Regions from separate parts of the Mus musculus genome. Here regions 1, 2, 4, 5, 6 and 7 are each linked to region 3. The links are chromatin contacts, called in public Hi-C and promoter capture Hi-C maps. All regions are on one chromosome and are shown on one strand. Each heading gives the region's core, a stretch centred on a gene start, on an enhancer-like site or on the middle of the called end of the contact. The rest is flanking DNA. Distances are from core to core; before and after follow the strand shown.

Region 1 (3,804 bases), core at 704-3,203, 1.5 Mb before region 3:
GCATTATCTGTGGTAGCTGTGAGGGCAAGGTGAAGCTAGGATTTGCTGAGTGTCTGGCACAAGGTAAGTGTTCAGTAGGCCCACTTGAAAGGGGTAGATCCAAGTTCAAAATCACAGCTCTGGGGTCCAGCGAAAGAGATCCACAGATCAAGGTGCTTGCCACTAACCTGACAACCTGACTTTGGGCCCTGGGACCCACAGAGTGGACTGGGAGAAGTGGTTCCCTCAATTCCCTCAGGTTATCCTCTGACTCTGTGTGAATACTGTGGCTACAAACACATGAAAACACACACGTGCGCGCACACACACACACACACCACACACACCACACACACACACACAATTTAAAAAAGAAAATCATGCCAGGCAGTGGTGGCACACATCTTTAATCCCAGCACTCAGGAGGCAGAGGCAGGCAGATCTCTGTGAGTTCAAGGCCAGCCTGGTCTACATAGTGAGTTCCAGGACAGCCAAGGCTACAAAGATAAATAAACCCTGTCTCGGAAAAAAAGGAAAGGAAAGGAAAGGAAAGGAAAGGAAAGGAAAGGAAAGGAAAGGAAAGGAAAGGAAAGGAAAGGAAAGGAAAGGAAAGGAAAGGAAAGGAAAGGAAAGGAAAGGAAAGGAAAGGAAAGGAAAGGAAAGGAAAGGAAAGGAAAGGGTAAGTAAATAAAAAGAAAACCACAGCTCTGTTGCATGACACCTGTGAAATCCCCCGTATCTTCATAGCAAAGCGGCAACAGACAGTTTCTACTGAAGAGTTAGTATGCATACATACAGGGATCCCATGTTCTCAGAGTACTCCTACTCCATCCTACCCATATTCCAAGAAACTGGCTTCTTGCTGTATTCTGGGAGCCCTGCTTGGGTTACACTTAACTTCCCCTCCAGGGCACCTACGGGGAACTGAGTCCCTTGGAGTAATCTCTTATCTTCCCTAAGAACTCCTTCCTTTTCACAGGGTTTTATCTTTAGCTCTCTATCTTGGGTGGGGCACCCAGAGCCTAGCCTGGGCTGGGGAAAGCCCAGTCACTATACTCAGATTCTAGACACTGCCAGAAGCCTGTCATCGCTGCCAAGAATCTTATAGCTACCCTTTCTGAGGAACGTGGGTGGTGTGACGTGTGTGGAAGGAGTGGGTGTACTGGTTCTCCAGATCTTATCTCCCCATATCCTGAACCGTGGATGTGGAGGGAGATCACATAGACCCTACAGCTCCTTGGTAAACCAGATATGGTGACTTAGCCTATAAGTTCACATTGTAAACCTGTACTCAGAAGTTTGGGGCCAGCCTGGTCTACAAACTGAGCTCCAAGGTAGTCTGAATTCAATTTTAAAACAAAAACAAACAAGCCATCGACAGGGCTGTCTGGGAGCTGACTATCTCTGTTTACTGACTCAAGAGGGTAATTTCCCCAACTGTCGGTCCACTCAGAGATTAGGCAAAGAAGGGATGAGATCATTTGATTACAAAAGATTAGATGTAACCTGAACTCTTTTAGCTGTAGTGGCCACAGTGGACCTCCTTAGTTCTTCCGTCCTCTTCAGGGCTCCAGGCCTCTCCCTAAGTCTTTCTCCAGATCTCACAGCACACCACCCACCTTCTCACACAGTGTCCTGCAATAAGCGAGACCACGGCCGCCAGAGACAACGTCCGATAAACTAGAAGCGGCTGGCTAAGAGGACCGGCCCGACCCTGCCCCCGCGCTGTAGTTCTAGGGGGGGGGGGATAAGCGCACCCATCCCCAAAGAAGTAGAGGGAAGACAATCTGGTCTCCAGTTGCATCCACATTCCTTCTTAACTTGTCCCCAACCCAGTCTTTTGCCTACTAGTCTCTAGGTCCCGCCCCACTCGGGCACGTCAGTTCAGGGTCCCTGCACTTCAATAGGTCGGTCTAGATGCTCGTCTCACGTCCAGCGATACGATTGGTCAACTCTAGGAGCTCCCGCCCAGTTTTCCTGGAAAGTTCTTGGAAATCTGTCAAAGGTGTTTCCTTTCTCGGTCCAAAGCACTAGACGCCTGCACCCCCGTTCCCCTCCGGGCCGCCGCAAAGCCCGCGGTTCTAGGAAGATGAGGCTTCCGGGAAGGGCTGGGACGCAGCGGACAAAAGATTAGGAGGCGCCTGGCCCCGCCCCACCGGCCCAGCCCGTCCCCCCTCGTCCTTCCAAGCTGTTCGCACCACAGCCTTTCAGTCCCTGCTCGCCGCCCGTGTGCCCCGGGACCCTGACCTTCGCACCCCTGGCACCCATTGGCTCCTTTCTCCTTCCATCCCGCCGAACTCCGACTCTCGAGCCGCCGTTGTCTCTGGGACATGGTCCTTTGCGTACAGGGGTAAGCTCAGTTTTTTTCCCTACCTAGGCTCCATGCGGGAGATATGGAAGATCACAGGCCTCGAGTTAGCTGCGGGATTTGGGAGGGCTTGACCGACTGGAGGTGATGGAGGGCTAAAGGACTTCGAGTGGTGTGCCTAGGATACCCACACACACTTCGTATGGATAGGGAAACGGAGCCCGCGAACGGTGGGAGGAGCCCCCATTCCTGAGATTTCACTAGCGCCAACTGTAAGAGGTTCTCCAGGACGGGGCTCACAAGTCTAGACTCAATTTGAGCTCATAGTTTACCTAGCCTTCTGGCTCCGTACCTGTCGGTGACCTTGAGCCAGCCCTTAGATCCCTCTGTGTTCAGAAGTTCATTCCTCCGTCCCAGGTCAGCGATTAGGTTCTTAGGAAGCCAGCCTGAGGTCTTTGACTCTTCCCAGGCCGGCGCCTAATAAACAACACCCCTTAGGAGCACCCCACTCCGTCTCTTAGCTCAGATTGATGTCTCAGTGTGATAAAGACTTCAGCCTGCCTTCTCCAAGGTTTCCCGTTGACATGGAATATGGGACCATGGTGAAAGTGGGGCTTTAATAAAACAAAGTCTTGGCTTCGGTAGAGTGTACTCGGAACACCTGTTTACCCTAGCTTTCAGCGTCCCCTTCAAACACTGATCGGTCAGGAATTCAGGAAAACCCAAGAAGAGAGGTGTGTGTGTGTGTGTGTGTGTGTGTGTGTGTGTGTGTGTGTGTGTGTGTGACAAATCCAGGGAGATCTGTGATCCAGTAGTAATTGTTATAACTGACATGGGAATGGTACCAAGTGAGGAAGGGTGGAAGGTGGGGCCAGGCTGAAATGCCCTTGCTCTAAGCAGCTCTGAGTCCCAGGAAGAGGACATTCATGGAGCTGTTGAGAAGACTGTATTCCCTAGTAGTTCCTACCATGTTCTTTTATTCTCTGAATTTTCGGACTCTTCGGCAGTTCCCTGCACCCTGCCTTCCTTTCTTGGGTGCCCCCACTTCTCCATTCTGGGTCCCCAGAGCCTCTTTGACTTTGCCTTAATTGAAGGCCCATGGGAACCTCAGGAGCAGTGTTGGGGTATTGGGGAAACAAGTTGTTTAACAAGCCCATGTATCCCAGCCTCCCTTGGCTCGGCTCATCTTATTGGCATGTGTTCTCAGGTGGAACTTCATGGCTAGACTCCAAGACATGCACACACAGGTTCTTGGAACACACCAGTCCTCACCCCCACCGTGATGACACAGTGGCAGACACACCCCTCCCTAGATATTTAGTCCCTCCCAGCAACATTTGGGGATTAGCATCGTCATTCTATACCTAGATACCATACTAGCCCCAGAGGTGCCTACTATATACACATGTGGGACCTATGGAAGGGATCCAACTAAGCTGTCTGGTTGTACCTGCCACAGAGGCCATGAAATGACTCCCTAACCTGGATCAAGCTATGGGCCCCAACAAGCCAGTCGC
Region 2 (3,698 bases), core at 827-3,326, 1.3 Mb before region 3:
AACAGTTGTGAGCCACCATGTGGGTGCTGGGAACTGGGCCAGGGTCCTTTGGAAGAGCATCCAATGCTCTTAACCTCTGAACCATCTTTCCAGCCCCAGATTCTGATAATTTTTTAATAAGGTTTTTGGTACTTGGTTACTATCGTCCCTGTGGCCCATGGTTATTACTGACAGTGTCATTATAATTTGTGCTATTACTGTACTCTGAATAAATTTATTCTTGCTTCTATAGGAACAAATGAGTTGTTTTAGTTTTGTTTTGTTTTGTTTTGTTTTGTTTTGTTTTGGGGTGTGTGTGTGTGTGTGTGTGTGTAATATGGCATGGGATGTCCCTCTCCTGAAAATTGTTTATTCAAAAATCAAATCTGATTAAGTATTTGACTCTATTTTGTTTTGGGTTTTGGTTTTTAGTTTGGGTTTTGTTTTAGGGAGTTTTTTGTATAGCCTTTGCTGTCCTAGAGCTAACTCTGTAGACCAGGCTGGCCTCCAATTCACAGAGATCAACCTTAAAGGCTTGAACCACCACTGCCCAGTAACTCTGTATTTTGATTTGCTAAGTCAAACTTAGCAAACACTGGTATATGGCATACAGTAGGAACCCTAACCCCAGACAAAAATAAAAGGTGAAAGGTAGTTTTGAACACACAGGCAGTTGTACTGAGATCAATAGCTAAAAGGGGATTTTATAATAAAGTCCCTTGTAATATAATTAATCACATTTAAAAATATGCATATATATGTGTGTATATATATATGTGTGTGTATATATATATATATATATATATAACAAAAATCTCAGGGTTGGGGAGATGACTCCATAGTTAATAATGCCTGATGCTCTTACAGAGAACCTGTACCCCAGCACCCACATCTGGTGGCTCAGAAATCCAGCTTCCGACATGCTGTGGCCTCTGTGGTGGCTTGCACACTTAACGGCATATACACACAAAGACACACATACATGTAAATAAAATAACTTTTTTGGGGGTGGGGGAGGGTCGAGACAGGGTTTCTCTGTATAGCCCTGGCTGTCCTAAAACTCACTTTGTAGACCAGGCTGGCCTCGAACTCAGAAATCCACCTGCCTCTTCCTCCCGAGTGCTGGGATTAAAGGTGTGTGCCACCACGCCCGGCTATAAAATAACTTTTAAATACATCTCAAACACCCTGTTGACAGCCACTATAGCATAAAGTTGAGCCTAGACCAACTTGGCACTTATAGAGAGACTTAAATATATTTTTTCTTTAATGTTCATTGGTGTTTTGCCTGCATGTGTGTCTGTGTAAGGGTGTCAGAAACCCTGGAACTGGAGTTACAGTTATGAGCTGCCATGTGGTTGCTGGGAATTGAACCCAGGTCCTCTAGAAGAGCAGTCAGTGCTCTTAACCGCTAATCCATCGCTCCAGCTCAAGGGAGATTTCTCTGTCCAGTGGAATCAAGTGGGAAAAGAGTCGCTGAAGTAGCACAGCCTTGACCCTTATTCCCCCTTAGGTGGAAAGTTCATGTACAATTACAAGTACAATTCGCTGGAACAAGGACAATGTGAACGAACACCCAATACAACAATGGCAAGTCGTTTACACAGTTGCCTTCTTTGATCGTTAAGATAGGAAGAGCCTGCCATCATCATCATTTTTAAGGCTCCTGAAATTGCAGCGGGGAACTTGGTCAATAACACAGTGACTACAAATGACTGAACAAGCCCATCTTAGGCTTCACTTGCCAGACGACAGTTTCTGGTTAGTTCACACACGTTGGTACAACTCATCAGAACCGTTCACATTCTTATGTACCTGCTTACAAAGACACTGCTGTACCTGTACAAATCCTAAATAGAGCCAATCTCCTCCAAAGAATTGAGCAAGTGTGTGTGGCCCAAGGCGGTGCTACCTCTTGAACCCGCCCACTTAACACCTCCCTTTACTGCATCAGGAATACTGATCTCAACTTCCATAACTCCTAAGAACTGGAGGAGTAAGCACTGAAAACTACAACTCCCAAGCTCCCTAGCCCGTACACTCTACGGGACCGGTCGGCGCACAGCTTCTGGGACTTGTGGTTCTATGAAGAAACCGGTCGGCTAGGTCCCAAGGACTCCGTATCCCAGCATGCCGAGAAGCCGGAAGGCAAGCGCTCAGAGGGCGTACTGCCGCGGCCGCCGGCGGGGGCGCGCAGGCGCGGCGCCCCTGTTTGTCGGCCCCGGAGAGGGGAGGAGGTACCGTCAAGCCAAAACCCTAGCCCAGCCGGAGCTAAACGGGCTTGACTTGGGCCGGAACGAGGCACCAGTTCCCCGCAGATCGCAGAGTCTCAGAGTGGATGGAGGAAGCCTAGCCTTGAGATTAACGCTAGCCTGGCCGCTGGGCCGACGGAACCCGCAGGCAGGCGAGCCCAAGCTACCCAGGGCCTAACGACAGGTCCCCGGCAAGAAGACTTTCTCCTCGCTTTGGAACTACAACCGGATCAAACCGGAACCAGAGCCTTCCCACGGAACAGAAGCCAGTGAAGTAGCCGGGCCCGGGCCTCCCGTCGGGGCCGAACTGGGACGAGGCCCCGGGGAGGCCCCTAGGCCACCTTCCACACATTCCCTTAAGCCAACGTCCGCCAGGAAGATGCAACGCGCCCTACCTGGTGCCCGCCAACATCTGGGGGCCATCCTGGCCAGCGCCAGCGTGGTGGTGAAGGCACTGTGCGCCGTGGTACTGTTTCTCTACCTGCTTTCCTTCGCTGTGGACACGGGCTGCCTGGCCGTCACCCCAGGCTACCTTTTCCCACCCAACTTCTGGATCTGGACCCTGGCCACCCACGGGCTCATGGAACAGCACGTGTGGGACGTGGCCATTAGCCTGGCCACAGTGGTTGTGGCCGGGCGATTACTGGAGCCCCTCTGGGGAGCCTTGGAGCTGCTCATCTTCTTCTCGGTGGTGAATGTGTCAGTGGGGCTTCTGGGGGCCCTCGCCTACCTCCTCACCTACATGGCTTCCTTCAACTTGGTTTACCTGTTCACTATTCGTATCCACGGCGCCCTGGGTTTCCTAGGTGGTGTTCTGGTAGCCCTCAAGCAAACTATGGGAGACTGTGTGGTTCTGCGAGTGCCCCAGGTCCGCGTCAGCGTCGTTCCCATGCTGTTGCTGGCGTTGCTGCTACTCCTCCGGTTGGCCACGCTGCTCCAGAGCCCAGCCCTGGCTTCCTACGGCTTTGGGCTGCTATCCAGTTGGGTGTATCTTCGCTTCTATCAGCGCCATAGCCGGGGCCGAGGGGACATGGCTGACCATTTTGCTTTTGCCACCTTCTTCCCGGAGATCCTGCAACCGGTGGTGGGGCTGCTAGCGAACTTGGTGCACGGCCTCCTGGTGAAAGTAAAGATATGCCAGAAGACAGTGAAGCGCTACGATGTGGGAGCGCCGTCGTCCATCACTATCAGCCTCCCAGGCACAGACCCTCAAGATGCGGAGCGCAGAAGGTACTGGGAACTTCTCTAAAATCTTGGTAGCTAGACTGTTGGTGTGGCCACATAACCAGCCATTGAGATGTTTGCTCTATATAGGCTGGAGAGCTACAGGCAGGTGTTGGGAGCGGCTTCAGAAAAGGGATTCAGGTCTTGGCCTCGAGGGAACTGAATGTGTAGGTTTCTGGACTCTGTGTACCTCACAACTCGGACCACTAAACCTGGCTACAGAATGCCCAGTTACCTTTGGTC
Region 3 (3,611 bases), core at 372-2,871:
CTACCACTCCTACTCAGCAGTCCCATAATCACACCAGCTTCATCCTTTACAAAGACCAGTCAGCATAGCTCCAAAGAGCTACCACTACTTTGTGCCTGAAAGCTTCTGTAAGTGTGTGTGTGTGTGTGTGTGTGTGTGTGTGTGTGTGTGTGTGTGCACTGCCAAAAATTGGCAGAAACATTTGATAAAGCCAGGGTCTGGATATCAAGTTCTTGTCTTGGCTGAGCCTTCTGGCAGCTCCCCACATCCCACTGGGCCTACCTCCACCATGCCTAAAAATAGATTAGCGAAGTCTAGGTGTAGTCTGGCTCATCTAAGTACTCAGGCAGAGGGAGTTGGATTGCTGTTAGTTTCAGGCCAGTTGGTGCTGCTAGTGTGACCTTGTCTTTAGGGGGAAAAAGCCAGGTGTGGTGGCACCTGCCCTAAGTCCCAGCATTTGGGAGGCAAAGGCAGATGGATCATTGGATTTAAGGCCAGCCTGGTCTACATGGTTCCAGAACAGCCAAAACTACACAGTGAGACCTTGCCTTGGAACATTGTCTGATGGTGTGTATATCCTGTGCTCCTTAGATTAGTGGAGAGTATGCAAGGATCCTTTAGGCCTTCTTCACTACGACCGAGGGATGCCAAGGATTTCAAAGATGTGGATGGCTAGGCTGAATATTAAACTGAAGGTCAGGGATGCTTTTTCTTTCTTTGAGACGGATTCTTACTATGAAGCCCAGGCTGGTCTTGATCTTGGCTTTCTACAGCTCTGCCTCCTGGATGCTGGGATCATGCCACCATTCAGAACTCAAAACATGCTTTTTAAACCTCATGTGTTCAGTCCCTACCCTATCAGCCTTCTGCCCTAACCATTTTTTTTCCCCAGTGCCATTTGTGATGTTGGGGCAGGACAGGGTTGGTAACAGACAGCCTTTTAAAACAGGAGATGCATGTATACACGCAGTTTGATTCGTTATGAGTAAATATGACCTTAGGTCATAGACTTAAATCCTTTTGTAACAACAAAAATGGCAAAAGGATAGTCATTGACAAGTTGGGGCGTGGTCCAGAAGGGAGTGTTCAAATAGAACAGATGCAAGACTCAAGATAGGAAAGAAGCCAGTATATATGAAGGGAGTGTATATGTGGTGGGTAGCAAAGATGCATTCTGGACAGTACAACCTGGTTTTGTCCCTTGCCCTCCACACTTGTCCACCACCTCAGCGACAGAGTAGGGACTTTGTACTAAGGCACTGTGAGGCCTAGATGCGCTGGGGAGACCCCTCCCCAGAAAGAACTTCCAAATGTCTGATCAGGATTCCTCAAAGCAAAACACCATATCCCCGTCCCCAGGGACGCACTGGCTATAAGCATCCTTCATCAGGAGGTGGGAAGGAACGCAGCGCTTGCACCTGAGCTGGGAAAGGAGGAGGAAAGCCAGGGAGAGGGAGTTAGGACCCTAAGTCAGCTGACTGGAGTCTGAGGCCTGAAGGAACTGGAGACTCCCACCCCGCCCCGCCAAACCTCTCTCGGCCGCGAGGGGGCGCGGCGCTCCAATACTGGAGCCGACTCGCTCCTGGGGCGGGGTTCCGGCGGTCGCGCATGCGCACGCGCGGCGTGTCACGGGGCGGGGCGGGGCAAGCGCCGGGCGGCGCGGCACTCAGGGCCTGGCTTCCCGGCACCGCAACCTTCGTCGCGTACCCAGCCCCGGCGCTTCGCGGCCCGGCCCGGCCCGGCCTCATGTACCGCGCGCTGTATGCGTTCCGCTCCGCGGAGCCGAACGCCATGGCGTTCGCTGCAGGCGAGACCTTCCTGGTGCTGGAGCGCAGCAGCACGCACTGGTGGTTAGCAGCACGGGCGCGCAGTGGCGAGACCGGGTACGTGCCGCCTGCCTACCTGCATCGCCTGCAGGTGAGTGTGTCCCTCCGTCCCAGGCCTCTCGACCGAACCCCTTCACCAGCACGCAGAACCGATCCAGGAAGCTCAGTCAGATTCTTCGGGACTTCTACCAGACAAGGAGGTTGAGACTCTGACCTTAAGTCCCAAGAGCCGTAAGGACTGAGACCCCTCCGGAAGGGCCGTCAACACCCACCCGAGACTAGGCCTTTGACATTTAACCGCAGGCCCGTGAAAAGCTTAATTCTGGAACAGGGACTCTCTGTCATCGATAATCAGAGCCTCCATCTGCATTGAATTCTCGAGCTGGATCCAGAGACTTCCAGTCCATTCATTATCCAAGTCCCTTAGACCTCCAAACCCTATTCGTTCCCCTTTCCTGAATCCCTAGGATGCCCATCTCCCATCAATCTGTAGCCTCCACCTTTAACTGTAAAGATCACCGTGCCCACCACTGACTGTGCCACCTCATACACCACCTGTTTCCTCAACCACCCTCCAGGTTCTTAGTCCCCACCCCACCCACACACTTGGACCCCAGAGCCACAGGCATTCCTGTCCCTTATGCGAGTCCCAATTCCTGTAGTATCTCTGTATCCCGAACCCGCCCACCTATCAAGCTCTCCCCAAGGACAATTCCCCAACCCTTCAGGAACCAAGGCCCCTGGCCCCTGCTGATAGACAAGGTTCCCTGGCACAGCCCCCACTTCTCCCAAGCCTCCACTCCTGACTTCTCTGGTTTCCTTCCTCTGAAATCTGGGCGCTCCATCCTGGAATGGGAGCTGTCCACACTGTGAGGAAGTGAGCCTCCTTCATGGTTTCCCGTTCTGAAGATGGCCTGGTCCCCTTCCAGTGGAGCCTGCTCCAGTTCCTGTTTGCTCAAGAGTAGTCCTGCTGCAGTGTCTCCAGCTAGCCTATTCTGACTGCAGGAGGAAGGGGACCCAGGGCAGTCTGGGCTATTCCAGACTCATAGTCCCTAGCTATGGAAACATCCTGTCCCAGCCCAGTTAAGGACAGAAATACTGTGATAAATTTGGAAATGTCATCTGGTCTTGCTAAAGACGAGGGACCCTTGGTTCTAGGGTCCTCCTCACAGACTCTCAGTCTCCTCTAGAGGTGTTCAGGTGAGAAAAATCTAAACTGTGTCACACCCAGCTCAGCTTTTTGAGCACCCAGGTCTCTTTGGAGACTTTGAGGAAGCCCTGCCTCTTTGTCAGGCCCTGTGGAGCCTCTGCTCTAGCCAGGGTCAGTGGGGCTGGAGGGTTTGGGAAGGAAAGATCTTTCTCGGATCACTTCCTGTTTCTTTCGTCATACCCCTAGTCTCAGTTCCCCCGACTGCGAATTTCTGTCTCATTTTTACTCCACCTGGTGTTTGCCCTTCTTTTTCAAAACTTTCCCTTTCTGTCGCTGTTGCTGTCTCTCCCTGCCCCGCCCACACACCTTCTGCCATCTGAAGGACTTTGCTGACCCCTATATTTATTTGGCCCTATCCAGGGAAGCCTCTTAAACTCACTCCGGAACTAAACACGGTGACTTATGTGTACAGTCTGAGGCTTCGGGAAGAGTACCTTGAGCTCCAGGCCAGCCCTGGGCCACATAGCCACTTCCAAACCAGCTTGAGCTGCAGAGATTCTCATCTCAAAAGACCAGCCACCCAGCCAACTAAAACAAACGGGACTGTACCCTAATGTGTGCTTAGGTCTGTTCTGGGGTTCCTGTCCCGCAGCTGG
Region 4 (3,389 bases), core at 39-2,538, 1.7 Mb after region 3:
GCATGTGTGTGGCTCAACACATACCATTCCTATAAAAACAATTTTAAAAATACATTTTAGGCTGGGCAGTGGTGGCACACGCCTTTAACCCCAGCACATGGGAGGCAGAGGCAGATGGATTTGAGTTCTAGGCCACAGGAAAAACCCTGTCTTGAAAAACAAAACAAAAAACCTAGAATCCCAGCACCCAAGAGGTTGTAGGCAGGATGAAGCATTCAAGTGTTCAGGGTAAGTCTTAACTACAGAAGATGTTTGTCTAAACAATACGGCCAAGTTAGCTAGTGAAGGATTCTGTTAGATCACATTTCAATTTATTGGTGATTCCAATTAAAAAATTAGTGGCTAATCAAAGAAAATTCCACAAAAGATCTCAACTATCTAATCTGCCACTTTCATGATAAGCAACTGCTATAAATTCAGCGAGGTGTAAATTAGCTAATAGTTTCACGAAATCCTGCTAATCCAGAAATAAAAAGTTTCTAGTTTAATCTAACTTTTTTTTTTTTTTTTAGTAAGACTAATTAATAACCTTTTCCTCAGGACCACCCCCCCCCCCCAGGTCTAACAAACATAGCCTCTCTGACTTTTAGGGCGAGGGCAGAATACCGCGGTGAGGTGGTTTCGGTGGGAACACGGTGGTGGGGGCTGCGGGAGGCTGGCGGGCGGAGGGCGTGTCCGAGAAGCCCAGGCTGAGAAGCAGCCCCTGCTTAGCTTGGTTTTCGGTGCGCGGCCGAGAGCCAGTTGAAGGGGCGAGAGAGACCGAATAAAGGAGCAAGCGGGCGAGGGCGGCAGCTGCGCTACCTCAGTGCCCGGAGGCCAGGCTCTCCCAGGGCTTCGAAGGATGAAGGCGGGTGTCCTGACGGCCTTGGGCTGTTCCCGGGACGGACGCTGTCCAGGGAGGGGCAGCGGTGGCTCCCCTCCAGCTCCGGGACCCGCCTCCAACACTCGGCCCCGGGACTTATTGTTCCGGGAGGCCGCAGGCTAGGCCTGGCCTGGCCGGCGGGTTGTACCCCGCCCCTGCCAGGGTCGGTGGTGCTGGCGCGCCGACTGGCGGCCGGTGGGCTGCCCTGTGCGTGTCTCTTTAAGGGGCTGGGCCTGCAAGGCTGCAGGGCGGGCGGGGTGCGCGTCGCTTCGGGAGTGAGTGTGTGAGGGTGAGAGCGGCGGGCGGGCGGTTGCTGGAGGGAGGGAGGGAGGGAGGGAGCGAGCGAGAGAGCGAGAGAGCGGGCGGGCGGGCCAGCCAGCCAGCCAGCGACGCCGGCCGCCCCTGCCGCCGCCGCGATCGGACCAGCGGCCGCCTCCCCTCCGGTCCCCTCCCCCGCATCGGCCTGCCGCGGGGAGGGGGCTAGCGTCGCCGCCTCCAGCCGCTCCTCATGAAGCCGCTGCCGTCGCAGCAGCCGCCACCGAAGATGGGGGATTTCTACGATCCCGAGCACCCGACCCCTGAGTAAGTCTCTGCTCCGCGGTCTCCCGCTGTCGTTGGTCGCTCCAGCCCGAGGGCGGCGCGTCCTGACCGGTGGCGGCGCGCGGAGTAACGGGCCCCGGGCGGCTTCTCGCGGTCGTGGTGGAGGGCAGGCCGGGCGGAGCTCCTGGAGGCCGCCTCGCTTGGCCTCGGCTGGCCCGGCGGTTGGGCCTGGCGCGGAGAAGGCTGCTCGCGTCGCCGCGGCGGTTGGGGCGGGCGGCCCGGTGGGGGAGGGGCGGCCACGGCCTCCTCTGCCGTTGCCGCGTCCTCGGTCGGCCTGCTTAGGTTCGGCGTTCCGCGCAGCTCCTCCAGGACACTCGGTGGCGTCCCGGGCTTCTGTTGCAAACCACGGTGCATAGTCCGAGGCGCCGCAAAGGCCGACGCCGGCGTCAGGGCGCCGGCTCGTGTAGGCCGAGAATCCTCGGGCTCGGGTGGAAGCTCGGCCCATCGCCCGGCCTATCGGTGACGGCAACTCGGACCGGAAGGGCCTACCGCGCGTCTCCCCGCTTCGATCCGCGGAGGAGACCCGCGTTGCATTCCCGGTTTTGATATTATTTTTGTTTTTTGTTTTCCCTCCTCCTTGGACACTCAATTCTGGCCCAGTAGAGCGATGAGCTTCATATTCTGCACCTTTGGCGCTTGGGTTTTGTAATGGTGGCAAGGTTTGTCTGGTCCCGTTGTTGAGGTGACAGCAGTTTTGTTTTTTAACCTGAAAGTGAAAACCTGGCAAACATTTCTTGATTATGATGCTTGAACACTTTGGCGTCCTATTTCTTAGGTAATAGAATCTAGAATCTTATCTACAAGGATGGCTTTACTGCGTGTGAAGATTTAGTTAAGAGACCCTTTGTATAGTCTTCTCTAAAGAAGATAGTGTACTTGTAAAGCGAAATACAGTTTTGTCGTATAGTTTCTTTTCAGTACACCTAGGGCATTTTTATATTTCTGTTGGGTGTCAGATGGTGGTGTACACCTGAGATACCAACTGAATTAGGATTGCAGGCAGGCTTCCTCAAAACAACAACATAAGTAAAAAAGCAAGCTTCCACTTCAGAGTCAGGAGTCCGTGCGAAGCTTCCCTAAGCCCTCACAAGATCATTTTGTTGTTTTTAGATAAATGGTTTCACCTTGTTGCCTAGGCTGCTCTTGAATTTACTGTGGCTGGCCTCGAACCTGGGATCCTTCCTCTTCAGCTTCTTCAGTGCTGGGATTGCAGGTGCTGACAACTAAGAAAAACCATTGTTTTACCTCAATTTGCTTGTATTGATGTCTGCACATAGCAACAAAATTCATTCCCAAGTTAAGGTTTGAAGGGATGTCTAGTGAAAAACAAAACTTTTCACTAAATTACCACATTACACATTTTTGGGGGAACCTTTGCCAAAGTTTTTCACCTTGGCTCAGAAACATTTGGATCTTACTTAATAGTTCTTTAGTGTTGTAACACAAAAGTTATTTTGTTGGAGTGTTATCTCCACACACAAAGCAAAATCCTCATGTTGCCTTAAAATAAAATTTCATTGGGAAAATTTTGACAATCCTGTTTTTGACCCAAGAACAGCCTGAGTAGTTTTATACTTGTTTTCTAAGTTTACAGAAGCCCTTTAGTGGCCCATCTTAGTTTGTCTTTACTTGACAGATAATCTTGGTACCCAGACCACCTCTGCGAAGGCTTGATGTGCTCTTACAGCAAAGCTCATCTCTTACTTGTAGTAGGAAACCAGCATGGCTTTGTCTTCTCCTGGGTTTTTGGCTTTGGAATAACACTTAAAGGTTTTTGCTTTGAGACTTGAAAAACCTCAAAAGGAATTTGTATCATTCAATTAATGTAGGTTGCGTGCTTATCATGTACAAAGTCATGTGCTAGCCCCCCAGGAAGGGCAAAGAGCCATGCAGTGACTTTCCAGGTTGCACAGTGAAGCTTCAAAGC
Region 5 (3,739 bases), core at 1,045-3,544, 1.5 Mb after region 3:
CCTCCTTAGGGAACCAGGAATGTTCATGGTGCAAACGCATACCAGCAGAGGAAACACTCATACACAGAATACAATAAGTACATCTTGGGCTGGTGTGATGGCTCAGTGGGTAAGAGTACCCGACTGCTCTTCCAAAGGTCCAGTGTTCAAGTCCCAGCAACCACATGGTGGCTCACAACCATCCGTAATGAGATCTGACACCCTCTTCTGGTGTGTCTGAAGACAGCTACAGTGTACTTACATATAATAAATAAGTAAATCTTTTAAAAAAAAAAGTACATCTTTTCTTTTTTTTTTTTTTAAATCAACTCGGGGAACAAAGGGTATATTTGGTTTGCATTTCCATGTCCATCAACAAGAGTCAGAGCAACAAAATACACCACGTAAAAAAATAAATTTTATTTTTATTACTGAGGTTTGAGCTCAAGGCCTTGATGCTAGGCCCTACCAGTGGGCTGCATTTTCTTATCTTTGTGGGGGCCAGACTTATGTACCAGACTGGCCTCAAATTGGAACCTTGGACTTCTGTTCCTCCTGCCTGCATCTCCTAAGGGCTGACATAGGTGTGACCCACTGAAAGATCCTAACAGAATGTAAAAGGTCACAGAAGCCCTGAAATTGGCAAGATAGATGTCACTGTTAGCAGAACTAGCTTCACTGATTTAGAAAAATAGAGGTGCACAATGCTCTGGCCACTCCTTGAACTTGTGTGTCTGCCAATGTTTTGACCATTCCTTGAACCCATGTGTGTGCCCACTGATGAAGCCCACTGCCAGGTGTTTGTGATATTGGTTGCTGAGAAAGAGTCAGAAAATCTCCCCAGCAACCACAACCGGGCCAATCCTGAGTTGCTGCCCCTGCACCAGACTCTTTCCTTGTACCCCTCCCATACCCATTTCTTGAGAATTGTTTAGATCTGGAAATCCCCCCACTCTCCCCTTCTCCTTTCCCCCCTGAGGGCCTATAAAAACTGGGACCTCTTTCCCCTCGAGGTCGACTCCTCTAACCCTGCGTGGGATATGAGTCATCCCCAGAGCTCTGGCTTTCCCCGAATAAAGCCTCATGTGGTTTGCATCAAGCTTGGTCTATCGTGAGTTCTTGGGTGTCTGCTATTATCCTGAGGCCTGAGCGAGAGGCTCCTCTGGGGAGTCTTTCACCACCACTGCCAGTTTGCTGGGGGTTAAGGCTCATATTCAAGGCTGGGCAAGCAGTATATCAACTGAGTTACATCTCTACCAGAAACCTGCTTTATAGAATAACCCTATTCCAAAGGCTGAAGTGGCCACCTCTGATTTGTTTTGCACGGTGACTATACTTATATTTTCTCTTCCCCCACCACTGGTGCCCTTGAGGGCAGGTACAGGGTCTGTTCTACCTTAGTATGCCTTGGGGGTGAGCAAGAGTGACACGAAAGAAGTATGTTTAAGGTAGCAAGATGGGGGCAGGTGGCCACTCTGACCTGTGACACTCAGAGAGTCAAGACATTGGTAGTGTGGTTGAGATCTCTCCACAGGCAGGCCTGAGGACAAATGGAAACATAGCAACCAGGGTTGGTGCTGTTGCTGAGTGTCTGGAACCTCACTTTCCCCAAGGCCAAATGAGAGAACACACACCATATGCTTAACTCAGCATTTACCAGAGCAGTCACTCAGCATAATCCGTTACATGTGCAAGTCGACTGGTGGCAGTTCAGAAGGTGGAAGAGACTCAGACACCCATAGTTCCTCTACGTGGGAATAAACACTGAGTATATATCTTCCACTTTACCCTATGCATTGTATTTTTAACAAAAATGGAATCCTAACACCAGCTTGGTTTTGAACTAGCTTTCATTATAAGTGCTCATTTAACATCCTTGGTGTTGGAGGCTCCTATACCTAGTTCATCAACTGAATACACTTGCTATTTAGCTCAGTTGCTTCTAATTCCCTGGTTTGTTTTTCTTTTTGATGCTGCTGTGGATCAAACCCAGGGCCCCTAGCGTCTCAGGCAAGCTCTCTACCACTGAGCCATACACCCAGCCCCGCTTCTAATCCTTTGGCACTATAAAGCATGGAACACGAGCTCTTGTGCATGTTCTCAATCACTTCCCAGGACAGTGATGCTGTCAAAACTCTGAAGTGCTACTAGCCACCTTTTTCCAGGCCACAGGCAACTCCAGTACTTCCTCTCGCAGTTGTGTGGCAGGGGACCACCAGGGGGCGAACCCGAGCCGTTGGCAGTGCCAGACTACGCATGCGCACGCCGCCGGGAGCACGTGTGGAGGGCGGCGGAGCGGGAGGGGAAAGGTAGGAGTTGAGAGGTGAAGGGGCGGGGAGCTGCGCGGGCGCCGGGCGGCCGGGAGGGAGAGGGCGGGCTCCAAACACCGGACCGCGGGCCAGGAGCGCGCAGGCCGTTCTCCGCCGCTCGGTCGCCGCCGCCCGGGAGCTGCCTCGCTGCCACAGGTACCTCAGCGCGCGTCTGCACGGTGCGGCTGGGCCCCGGCGCCGGCCTCGCGCCGCTCGTGCCCGGGAGTTCCGGGATGCGGGCGAGCCCGGGCAGGGGCGCGCGGGCGTGGGCGCTGTCCAGCAGCCCGAGGCGCGGCTCCGGAGACCGCAGTCTGGAGCTGGGGGCCGGACGGTCTCGCGTCCCCCTTCCCGACCGCGCCCCCGCCCGGGCCGAGCTGCCTGGGTCGCGATGGGTTCAGGCTGAGTGAGCTCAGGCAGGTAGGCTCGCCGCTGGATCCTGCTTTGGGGTTGTCTGGGGTTGTCTGGGTGAGGGCTAGACCCTGTGACTCAGTCCTGCCTCTTTCCGAAGATCCGATAGCCAGGCAACATGTAGATTCTCTGCTGGGAGTGCTCGGTTTCTGGTTTTATGTGTTGCTTAAACCTAAACTTTGCTCGCTTATGTTGCTTATGTTTACTTCCAGGTGGTTTTGTTGCATCAGGGTTATAATGGGATAGCGCTAGCTGCAGCGAGTCCCGGGTCCACACTGCATCTCAGAAAGTTGTGCAGATGGTGGCGATGAAGAGGAGGGCAGTGAGCCACAGGTGGCGGCGGGTGAGGGGTGGGAGTGGGAGTGGGGTCCTGGAGGTAGTCTTCCTTAGTTTAGCTTATTTATCTCTTATGGTGACGGAAGCGATGAATAAATAAGTTCATGATGATCTTGTAGTAATTCTTGTGAAGTCGACATAGGAACAGTCTTTAATGATGCGTTTGGGTGCGTTTGTAGAGTTTGCTTATGCAGTGTGCAGCCATCTCAAGGTGTGCTAAACATTAAAGCTTTTCTTAGAGTCAGGATCAAGTGTATCTAGTTAGTGCTGAATGCATTTTAGGTGTAACCTGTGTGATGCTCAAGTGAAGATTGTATGTTATGAAGTATATGCTAATGTATTTCAAATCTAAAGGCTTTTTATATATTTGCAGCGTTTCTGCTTGGCAAATATTTTGTTTGTATTGTTTTTTTAACGACCAACAGGAAATACAAGTATAAACATTATTCCTATACTCATTATTAAGTTACTTGGGGACGTGTGCCTAGGGCATTGGTCTGCCACTGAGTAACACCTGTGGCTTTTTATTTTGAGTTGGGCTTCATTGCCCAGGCTGACCACAAAGTTTCATCCTCCTGCCTCGGTTTCCTGAATATGTGGGATAGCAGATGTGTGTGCTCCTGCTCCTGCTCGGCACTCATTCTTTGGTCAGGTTGAAAAGCAAGAACTGGCTTCCCCTTACTTGAAACTCCGTTGTTGTTGAATAC
Region 6 (3,444 bases), core at 116-2,615, 1.8 Mb after region 3:
CGACCCACTCTACCTCCCAATCTGCCCGCTACCTAGGATCTGGGACAAGGAATGCCTACCTGAATAGACCACACCTTTGCTGACGTTATAAAGCATGGTGCTGCCAGGCGCTGCCTGCTGGGCTGTTTTTTGGTGAAGGGGAGTTGTGTAGAGAACTGAGTTGACGGAGCTTGGAGCCTGCTTCTCTTGAATCTCAGAAGGAGGAACTCTGCAGAAATATGAAGAAATCCTCAGATCTGCTGTCAGGAGTCCCTGGGGGCAGCGTGTGTGTCCATCCTGATTCACACCAGGGCTGGAACAGTTTCTCCTGTGTCAAATAGGTGGAGGTAACAACTGGCTCCTGCTAGCCAAAGCTGGTGGCATGGGGTACAGCTCAGGATAGAAATCACCCGATCTCAAAGACCTTCCCAAGTACCTGGGCTGAGTCTGGGGATGTTAAAAGGAGGGTAAAGATACATGGACTGTGACCCTATCTCAGGCTGAAACATCCCTAGGAACTGGTGATCATACACATCTGCCAAAACCCAGCATCCCAAGGTCCCCAAGGCAAGCCCGCTTACACTGCCTAATGCTCCCTCTGTCCCCTCCAGGGCCAGTGGCCAGCCCTTTCCTGGGCAGGGACTAAGTGAACTGATACCTTAATGGTTCAGCAAACTCATAGACCATACAGATCTCAGAGGGCCTGAAATGGAAGAACAGGGCCAACTCAGACCAAGGACCCACCTGGACCCTAGAGTACTAAATCTGCTGAGACCACTCCCTGCAGTCTACGGAGGAGGAGAGGCTCCAGATCTGAAGGAGGAGAGAGATCTGGCTTGGATAAGTAAGAGATTAAAAGAGGCCCTTCAAGTCCCCAACGGCTACTGCTGCATAGCCAATGGCTCTAACACGTGGTGTGTCTATAGTAGGGCTATCAGCAGTTCGGTGCTGTAGTCAGGTAAACCTCTGATGTGGGTGGCCCCTTTATGGACTTTGTATCTTTGTGTCGCCACATTGGGAGTTGGGGGCTTCTGGGATCCTTGGTGGGTGGGCCTGTAAACCAGTAGCAGCAGACAGGCCTTGGAATCTGCCCCACCCATCCTGAGCAGCCGGAGTGGAACTTCTTCAGGGCTCCCCACCCATCTCCAAGCCCAAAATGGGAAGAAACAATTCAACAGCCCCTGCAGGCCCATACACACCCCAACACAGACGCTGGTACCCACAGGATCAGAGCACTAAAGGCGGGAGACAGAGAAAGTTCTGGCCCCTTCCACCTAGCAAGAGCCCGGCTAGTCATTCCCTCCTAACCTTCTGCGGCCACCCCTCCGAGGGTGCCAGGATCCACTCAGCTAGGAAGACGACGGGAGTCCCTGGAGAGGGCAGGTTCCGGTCTGCCCAAGAGTGAGCCAAGGCAAGGGGCGGGCCAGTGGGGGGGTGGTGTTGAAGAGGGGAGCAGGACAATGAAGAGGCGGGGCCGAGCTCGAGGGCGCGGTCCCGCCCCCGCCCCACGCCGGAGCACGCAGAAGCACTCGGAGTTCACAGAAGCCGACACCAGCGTGCCTGGCAGAGCAGGCCACTGGCATGCAAATGCCATGCAATGGACCGCGAGAGCTGAGAACCAGGAGTCAGGAAACGTCTGGCAAAGCCAGAGGCGCCTCCGCTGGCTACACCGAGGCCAGCCTGGCCAGGAAGAAGCATGCCAGGCCAGACAGGGTAACAGAGGCTAAGACTGGGGGCCACAGGAGGCCAAGGACGGCGGCACATGTGTACTCAAGAAACCGAAAGATTACAAAACTAGGCCACGTTTATTGCTGAGAATGGGCAGCGATAGTCACCTTTGAGGATTAAGGCCACAGGTGGTCTTTGTGCTTTCACTGGGACGTGGGATTTGAAAGTAGGGATTCCCTCCCACCCCAGATTGTGCAAAATATGCAGCAGCGGCCTCAGAGGCCGACGCTAGGTCTCCCCTCAGCCGGCGAGGGGCGGGACTTCCTGGTGATGCCATCTACCAATCCCTGAGCTGGAGGGTGGGCCCCGCCCACCCCCTGGTGCAGTAGTCTCCTGGGCAGAGAATCAGGCTCGGGCCGGGTCTGATGTCTGAGCGCCTAGACTCTAGGTTCAGCGAGCCTCGCCAGGATTGTATTCAGTCTCCCCAGAGGACACCTGGGAGATTCGCCGCGAGGAGCGCCACAGCCTCCGCGCGAACTGGCTGCTGCGTACCTAGCGGGAGTAGGGATGGGATGAGATGCGGTGAGCCCTGGCAGCCGCACCCCACAACCCGCCACCCTCCTGCCCGGCCGGCCAAGCTGCCCTCTTCCTCACCTCAGAAGGCTGCCCAGCGCCCACAACGATCAATTTGCCATCTTCCAGGCCCACCAGCACATGACTGCGCTCCTTGGTCACAGACACACTGTGGACCGGCACTTTCATGGGCAGGGGAGGCACGGCGGGCCGCAATCTGGAGCAGGGAAGTAGGTGTACACTGAGTCACAACTGCAAGGAAGCCAGCTAACAGACACCTTTTCGTGCATCTACTTTGTCTTCATTTGAAGTCTGGCTAAGCTGAATTCCTGGCTTATAGAACTCCCACAACTGTGTAGCTAAGGGAGGGCCAGGGCAAGAATCCCCATGAGTAACACATGCTAGTGAGTGGGTAGTATGCACTCTCTATTACCCTGTGCCAACAGCTTCCACCTAGAGGGGCCAGGAACTAAGAGCGGGGCTCACTTGTTCAAGTGGAGGATATGTAGAGAGCACTGAGCGGTGCCCAGCAGAACAAAGTCTTCTGCCACAGTCAGGGCTGTGGGCTGCTCCGTCAGGGTCACTGAAGCCCGCAACCTCCCATTCACTGAATACAGGTGCAAGGAGTAGGTGACCTGGAAGAATTGGGGACATCAGCAACCGCCTCACCATTCCAGCTGCCCCAGTGTCTTTGTCGGGTACCCTGTCCCCATACCTGGGCCCCAGGACGTTCACAAGCAGAGCTTTGTACAACAATCTGGCCTTCAGCCCCCAGTGCTAAGTGCGATATAGGTCCAGGCAGTGTGGCACCTGGAGGCCTTAATGCTGCCACAAACTGGCCTCGACGTACAGTGTGTATGATCACAGTCCCATCCTACAGGAAGGCAGATGAGGGTGCTGAGCAGAGAACTGGAGGCTCTGGGGACAGTGCCTGGGGAAACTCCGCCTCCCCAGGGGATGTACACGCACCTCGGATCCAGACACGGCCATGTCAAGTTCAGTGCTGATGGCCACACAGCTCACTGCAGCTACATGTCCGTATAAGACCTGCACAGGCTTTGGTGCCAGCCCTGCTGACAGACCGCTCTGTGGGAAGGCAGGGCTAGCTTAAGACTCAGGCAAATGAAGATTTTATGCGAGCCAGAGGGTTGGGGGGTAATGGAGCCCCAGACTTGCTTACAGTAGGAAGGGGAAGGGAGTAACGGGGAAGTTCTGATGGCTCCC
Region 7 (3,819 bases), core at 458-2,957, 1.5 Mb after region 3:
TTTTATTCCTTTCTAATTATGCCTTTTGAGTTTATAATTATACCATCCCCCTTCCCGTTTCTCCCTCCATATCCCTCTCCTGGCTCTCTTTCACATTCATGGCCGATTTTTTTTCATTGTTTTTACATAACTGTATGTTTCTGTATATAACCTCTGTATATTTCATTATTTCATTTACTTGTTTATTTGTTGTGTTTTTGTTTTGTTTTGTTTTTGTTTTTCTGTATAGATCTGGCTGTCCTAGAATTTGATCTGTAGATCAGGCTGGTCTCGAATTCAGAGATCTGACTGCTTCTGTTTCTTTTTTTTTTTTTAAAGATTTATTTATTATTATATGTAAGTACACTGTAGCTGTCTTCAGACACACCAGAAGAGGGAGTCAGATCTTGTTATAGATGGTTGTGAGCCACCATGTGGTTGCTGGGATTTGAACTCTGGACCTTCAGAAGAGCAGTCGGGTGCTCTTACCCACTGAGCCATCTCACCAGCCCTGCTTCTGTTTCTTAAGTGCTGAAATTAAAGGTATGTGCCACCACCACTAGCTTATATTTCTTTCTTCCTCTTCTTCCTCCTCCTCCTCTTTTTTGTTTGTTTGCTTGCTTGTTTTTTCGAGATGGGGTTTCTGTGTTCGCCTGGCTAGCCTGGATTCACTTTGTAGACCAGGATGGCCTCATACTGCCAGAGATCTGCCTGCCTCTGCCTCCTGAACACTAGGATTAAAGGTGTGCCCCATAACGCCCAGTTCCATTATTTTTATTTTTTAGAGGTAGTTTCACAAAGCTCAGACTTGCTGGCAACCCTCCTGCCTAAGCCTCCTGACAGCTGAGATCACAGATGTTGGCAGCATGCTTTTTATGTTGTTTTTGATGCTAGGAAAGAACTCTTCAACTGACCTGTATCCCTCTGACTTTTCTTTTTTGTTCTTTTATTGTTTTAGCAGAAGGCCGAGGAGGGCCTTGCTTATTTAAAATAAAACTATGCATACGTTTTGATGGTATGTATAGGTGCACCACTTCTATGCTTGGTACCCTTGGAGGCCAGAAGAGGCTATCAGATTCCCTGGGACTGTAGTTACAGAGGGTTATAAGTTGCCAAGTGGATAATGAGAATCAAATTAGGGTCCTCTAAAATCTTCTGAGTCCCCTTAAATTTTTTTGTGTATATTGTGTGTGCATGTGCTGCAGAGCCCAGAAGAGGGCGTCGGGTCCCCTGGAGCTGGAGTTACAAGTAGAGCAACCCAATGTGGGTGGTCTTCAGAGGGAGGAAGAAGAGCGTTTATTCCCTGAGCCATCTCTTTGGCCTCCTGGCTTCTGCTTTATACAAAAAGCTCTTCAGGATGTAATTCTGTGCTAGTAAGGTTTGTTCTCTCTTTTTGCGAAGATCCTGCAAACATTTCTCTATGTGTTCCATGTATCTAGCCCAAGTTTGTGAGCAATACACTAGGAAGACGTGGAGCAACTAAGACCCGGAGGTGCGGAGGGAGGGGGAGCAACGGAAAGAGAAAGCTCGCCTGCTCGTGCTAAATCGTGAGGGAGCACCAGCACTGTGTGGACCCGCACCTACTGAGAGCAGCACAATGGTCCATTGCCCGAATGAGAGATCGCTCTAAGGCTCAGCTTTACGAGCATACGTGCTCACGCGCTTGCGCAGCAGCAGCAGCAGCATCACAACCCCAAGCCTGATTGGCTGACTCGAGTCCGGCAGCGAGATCACGCATGCGCGCTTTCTCGCGCTCGCGAGCACGGTCTTGTGGGTGCTGTTCTTGGACCTTCATTCTTTCTGTAGAACCATAATTTTTATCCCAGTTCACGATGTTTCCGGAACTCAACAACCTTCTCAGCACCACCCCAGACAAGACCGAGCAGGTAAGATGTCGTGCGGACCGGAAGAGGGCAGGTCCCGGGAGCGTGCAGGATTGCATCCGGGACGCTGCGCGGTGGAGTAGGCGCGTCTGCCGTAAACCGAGGGCATCTGGGAGTTGTAGTCTGGAGAGGGCTCGCCGAGGCTGCAGTCGCATTCCTGGGCCTTTGGAAGATGGGTTTCTGGACTATCTTGCGTGTTCGCTTCCAGCCCCAGGACCATGTGCTCCGTGCCACACTGGCGCCCAAAGATGGTTGCAGAGCAGGCCCTAGAGGAGATCCTTTTATCTGTCCTGAATCTCCTTCCACCATGGAACATTTTACAGGTTGCACGGAACACTGCTTGCACTCTTCCTAGTTCTGATGATATCTGGTTGCAAAAAGGCCTCAGCATATTCCATCCCCTCTGTTTTTCCCAACCTCCTCACTCTCCATGGAACCTCGAAATGTCTTTCACATTTTCACTTAGGGGTTACCTCTCCCAGGAGTATATCTGTTTTATTCTGTAATTTGCAGCAAACACACCACATATGGAAAGCTTTAAATAGATCTTGTGGATTTTGGTTGTTTGGTTGCTTATTTGTTTTTTTTGTTTTTTGAGACAGGGTTTCTCTGTGTAGCTCTGGCTGTCCTGGAACTCACTCTGTAGACCAGGCTAGGCCTTGAACTCAAGAAATCTGCCTGTCTCTGCCTCCCAAGTGCTGGGATCAAAGGCGTGTGCCACCACTGCCCTGCGATCCTTCTGGGTTTTATTTGCCTAACAGTTCTTGACTGTTCAGACCTCCAGTTCTGACTACTTTTCTAGTTGCTAGGGCATTTCCCAGGTCCAGAGTGACAGCAGGAAGTGACCACTTTGGGTGGGAAATGTGTTTCAAGGCCAGGCAGTGTGATTTGGCATTTTATATTGGGGGGAGGGAGGAGAGGGACACAGCTGAAACCCAGAGGCATTGGACAGGTTTTCCCTAGGTTGGTACAGCATTGAGGTGGTGTGTGACAGCCCTTGGTCCCAATGTTGTCTGTTACTTACAGAACTACAGCAGGTAGTTAGGCAATGCAGAGACCATCTTCATAGGGCTTTCCAGCGATTGCTGTGATAAGAGTCCCGTCTGAACCACAGTCACTGGGAGATCTTTGTCATCAGAGGCCTTGTCAAGAATTGGGCCAGGGGATAGAACAGTGGATATAGGGCTTGGCACCAAGTATAGAAGTGGAATTTGGGTTCCAAGAACCCACGTCAAAGCCAGGTAGGCAAGAGGACACCTGTCATCCCAGCACTAAAGAGGCAGAGGTGGGATCCCTGGGGCAAGCTGGCTGGCTGCATTAGTTCAGATTGCCTAGTCATTAAGATTCCCTACCTTGATAAATTGGAAAGAATGGAAAGCGGCTGAAGAAGACACCCAGCCCCGACTTCAAGTCTCCCTACATGTGTGCCTGCACACACATGTCCATGCACATGCAGACACAGATACCACAACCACAAACCCAAAACTAAAACCGTTTTTTTTTTTTCCCCTCCCCATTCACTGTTACAGACACAGACGCCAGGGAGCATCTTAGGGCCTAAGACACTACTTAAAACATCGTACAATTAGGTGTGTGGTGGCAGGGGCAACAACAGGCAGATCTCTGTGAGTTCTAGGCCAGCCTAGAACAGCCTGTAGGGTGAGTTCCTGCCTCAAAACAAACAGAACAAAATAACTCTGTTTCAAGATGGTCTGACTTGAGCATATCAGGCTGGTATTTTTTTGTTCCTTTGTTTTTGCTTTTGTTTCTTATGTCTGTGTAGCCATGCTGGCTTGAAACTCACGGTGTAGACTAGACTAGTCTCGGGCTCACAGAGTCCCGCCACCCTCTGTCTCTCAGGTGCTGAAAGGAACCACAGTCTGCTTAGTCTGGCCTTTGTCTCACAACCCTGTTGCCCCAGCCTTCCAAGTTCTGCATGGGAGACCTTTTCTGAAGG

The links. Promoter capture Hi-C pulls out the DNA fragments that hold promoters and counts their contacts. A called contact is a pair of places that touch in the nucleus more often than the background predicts. Capture Hi-C pulls out chosen DNA fragments and counts their contacts.
Region 1: a promoter capture Hi-C map of erythroid cells shows a contact between it and region 3, with 19 times the contacts expected there. The contact joins the promoter of Cish here to the promoter of Nckipsd in region 3. A contact is called at or near these places in 4 of 39 promoter capture datasets (erythroid cells, liver and pre-B cells) and 1 of 9 other capture datasets (embryonic tail).
Region 2: a contact with region 3 is called in a Hi-C map of CD4 T cells, with 2.9 times the contacts expected there. The contact joins the promoter of Tmem115 here to the promoter of Nckipsd in region 3. A contact is called at or near these places in 3 of 39 promoter capture datasets (erythroid cells, liver and pre-B cells), 1 of 484 Hi-C or Micro-C datasets (CD4 T cells) and 2 of 9 other capture datasets (adipose tissue and liver).
Region 4: a promoter capture Hi-C map of liver shows a contact between it and region 3, with 4 times the contacts expected there. The contact joins the promoter of Setd2 here to the promoter of Nckipsd in region 3. A contact is called at or near these places in 4 of 39 promoter capture datasets (hippocampal neurons, liver and pre-B cells).
Region 5: a promoter capture Hi-C map of pre-B cells shows a contact between it and region 3, with 4 times the contacts expected there. The contact joins the promoter of Scap here to the promoter of Nckipsd in region 3. A contact is called at or near these places in 5 of 39 promoter capture datasets (the 3T3-L1 cell line, hippocampal neurons, liver and 2 more) and 1 of 115 datasets of contacts at active chromatin or transcription factors (astrocytes).
Region 6: a contact with region 3 is called in a promoter capture Hi-C map of liver, with 3 times the contacts expected there. The contact joins the promoter of Nradd here to the promoter of Nckipsd in region 3. A contact is called at or near these places in 1 of 39 promoter capture datasets (liver) and 1 of 9 other capture datasets (liver).
Region 7: a promoter capture Hi-C map of pre-B cells shows a contact between it and region 3, with 4 times the contacts expected there. The contact joins the promoter of Elp6 here to the promoter of Nckipsd in region 3. A contact is called at or near these places in 6 of 39 promoter capture datasets (hippocampal neurons, liver, pre-B cells and 2 more) and 1 of 9 other capture datasets (liver).

What each region holds. Positions count from the first base shown.
Region 1 is chr9:107,294,706-107,298,509 of GRCm38.p6, forward strand. It overlaps Cish (cytokine inducible SH2-containing protein), which reads left to right and starts at 1,954. Exons shown (of 3, transcript NM_009895.4): 1 at 1,954-2,329. The coding sequence starts at 2,310.
Region 2 is chr9:107,531,869-107,535,566 of GRCm38.p6, forward strand. It overlaps Tmem115 (transmembrane protein 115), which reads left to right and starts at 2,077. Exons shown (of 2, transcript NM_019704.2): 1 at 2,077-3,461. The coding sequence starts at 2,611.
Region 3 is chr9:108,806,759-108,810,369 of GRCm38.p6, forward strand. It overlaps Nckipsd (NCK interacting protein with SH3 domain), which reads left to right and starts at 1,622. Exons shown (of 13, transcript NM_030729.4): 1 at 1,622-1,896. The coding sequence starts at 1,726.
Region 4 is chr9:110,531,309-110,534,697 of GRCm38.p6, forward strand. Setd2 (SET domain containing 2) reads left to right here and starts at 1,289. Exons shown (of 21, transcript NM_001081340.2): 1 at 1,289-1,444. The coding sequence starts at 1,371.
Region 5 is chr9:110,331,062-110,334,800 of GRCm38.p6, forward strand. Scap (SREBF chaperone) reads left to right here and starts at 2,295. Exons shown (of 23, transcript NM_001001144.3): 1 at 2,295-2,444.
Region 6 is chr9:110,623,028-110,626,471 of GRCm38.p6, forward strand. Nradd (neurotrophin receptor associated death domain) reads right to left here and starts at 1,366. Exons shown (of 5, transcript NM_026012.2): 1 at 1,288-1,366; 2 at 60-208. The coding sequence starts at 96. Nbeal2 (neurobeachin-like 2) reads right to left here. Exons shown (of 54, transcript NM_183276.2): 50 at 3,190-3,306; 51 at 2,936-3,094; 52 at 2,707-2,855; 53 at 2,302-2,437; 54 at 1,762-2,199. The coding sequence ends at 2,098.
Region 7 is chr9:110,303,485-110,307,303 of GRCm38.p6, forward strand. Elp6 (elongator acetyltransferase complex subunit 6) reads left to right here and starts at 1,708. Exons shown (of 7, transcript NM_001081381.1): 1 at 1,708-1,865. The coding sequence starts at 1,812.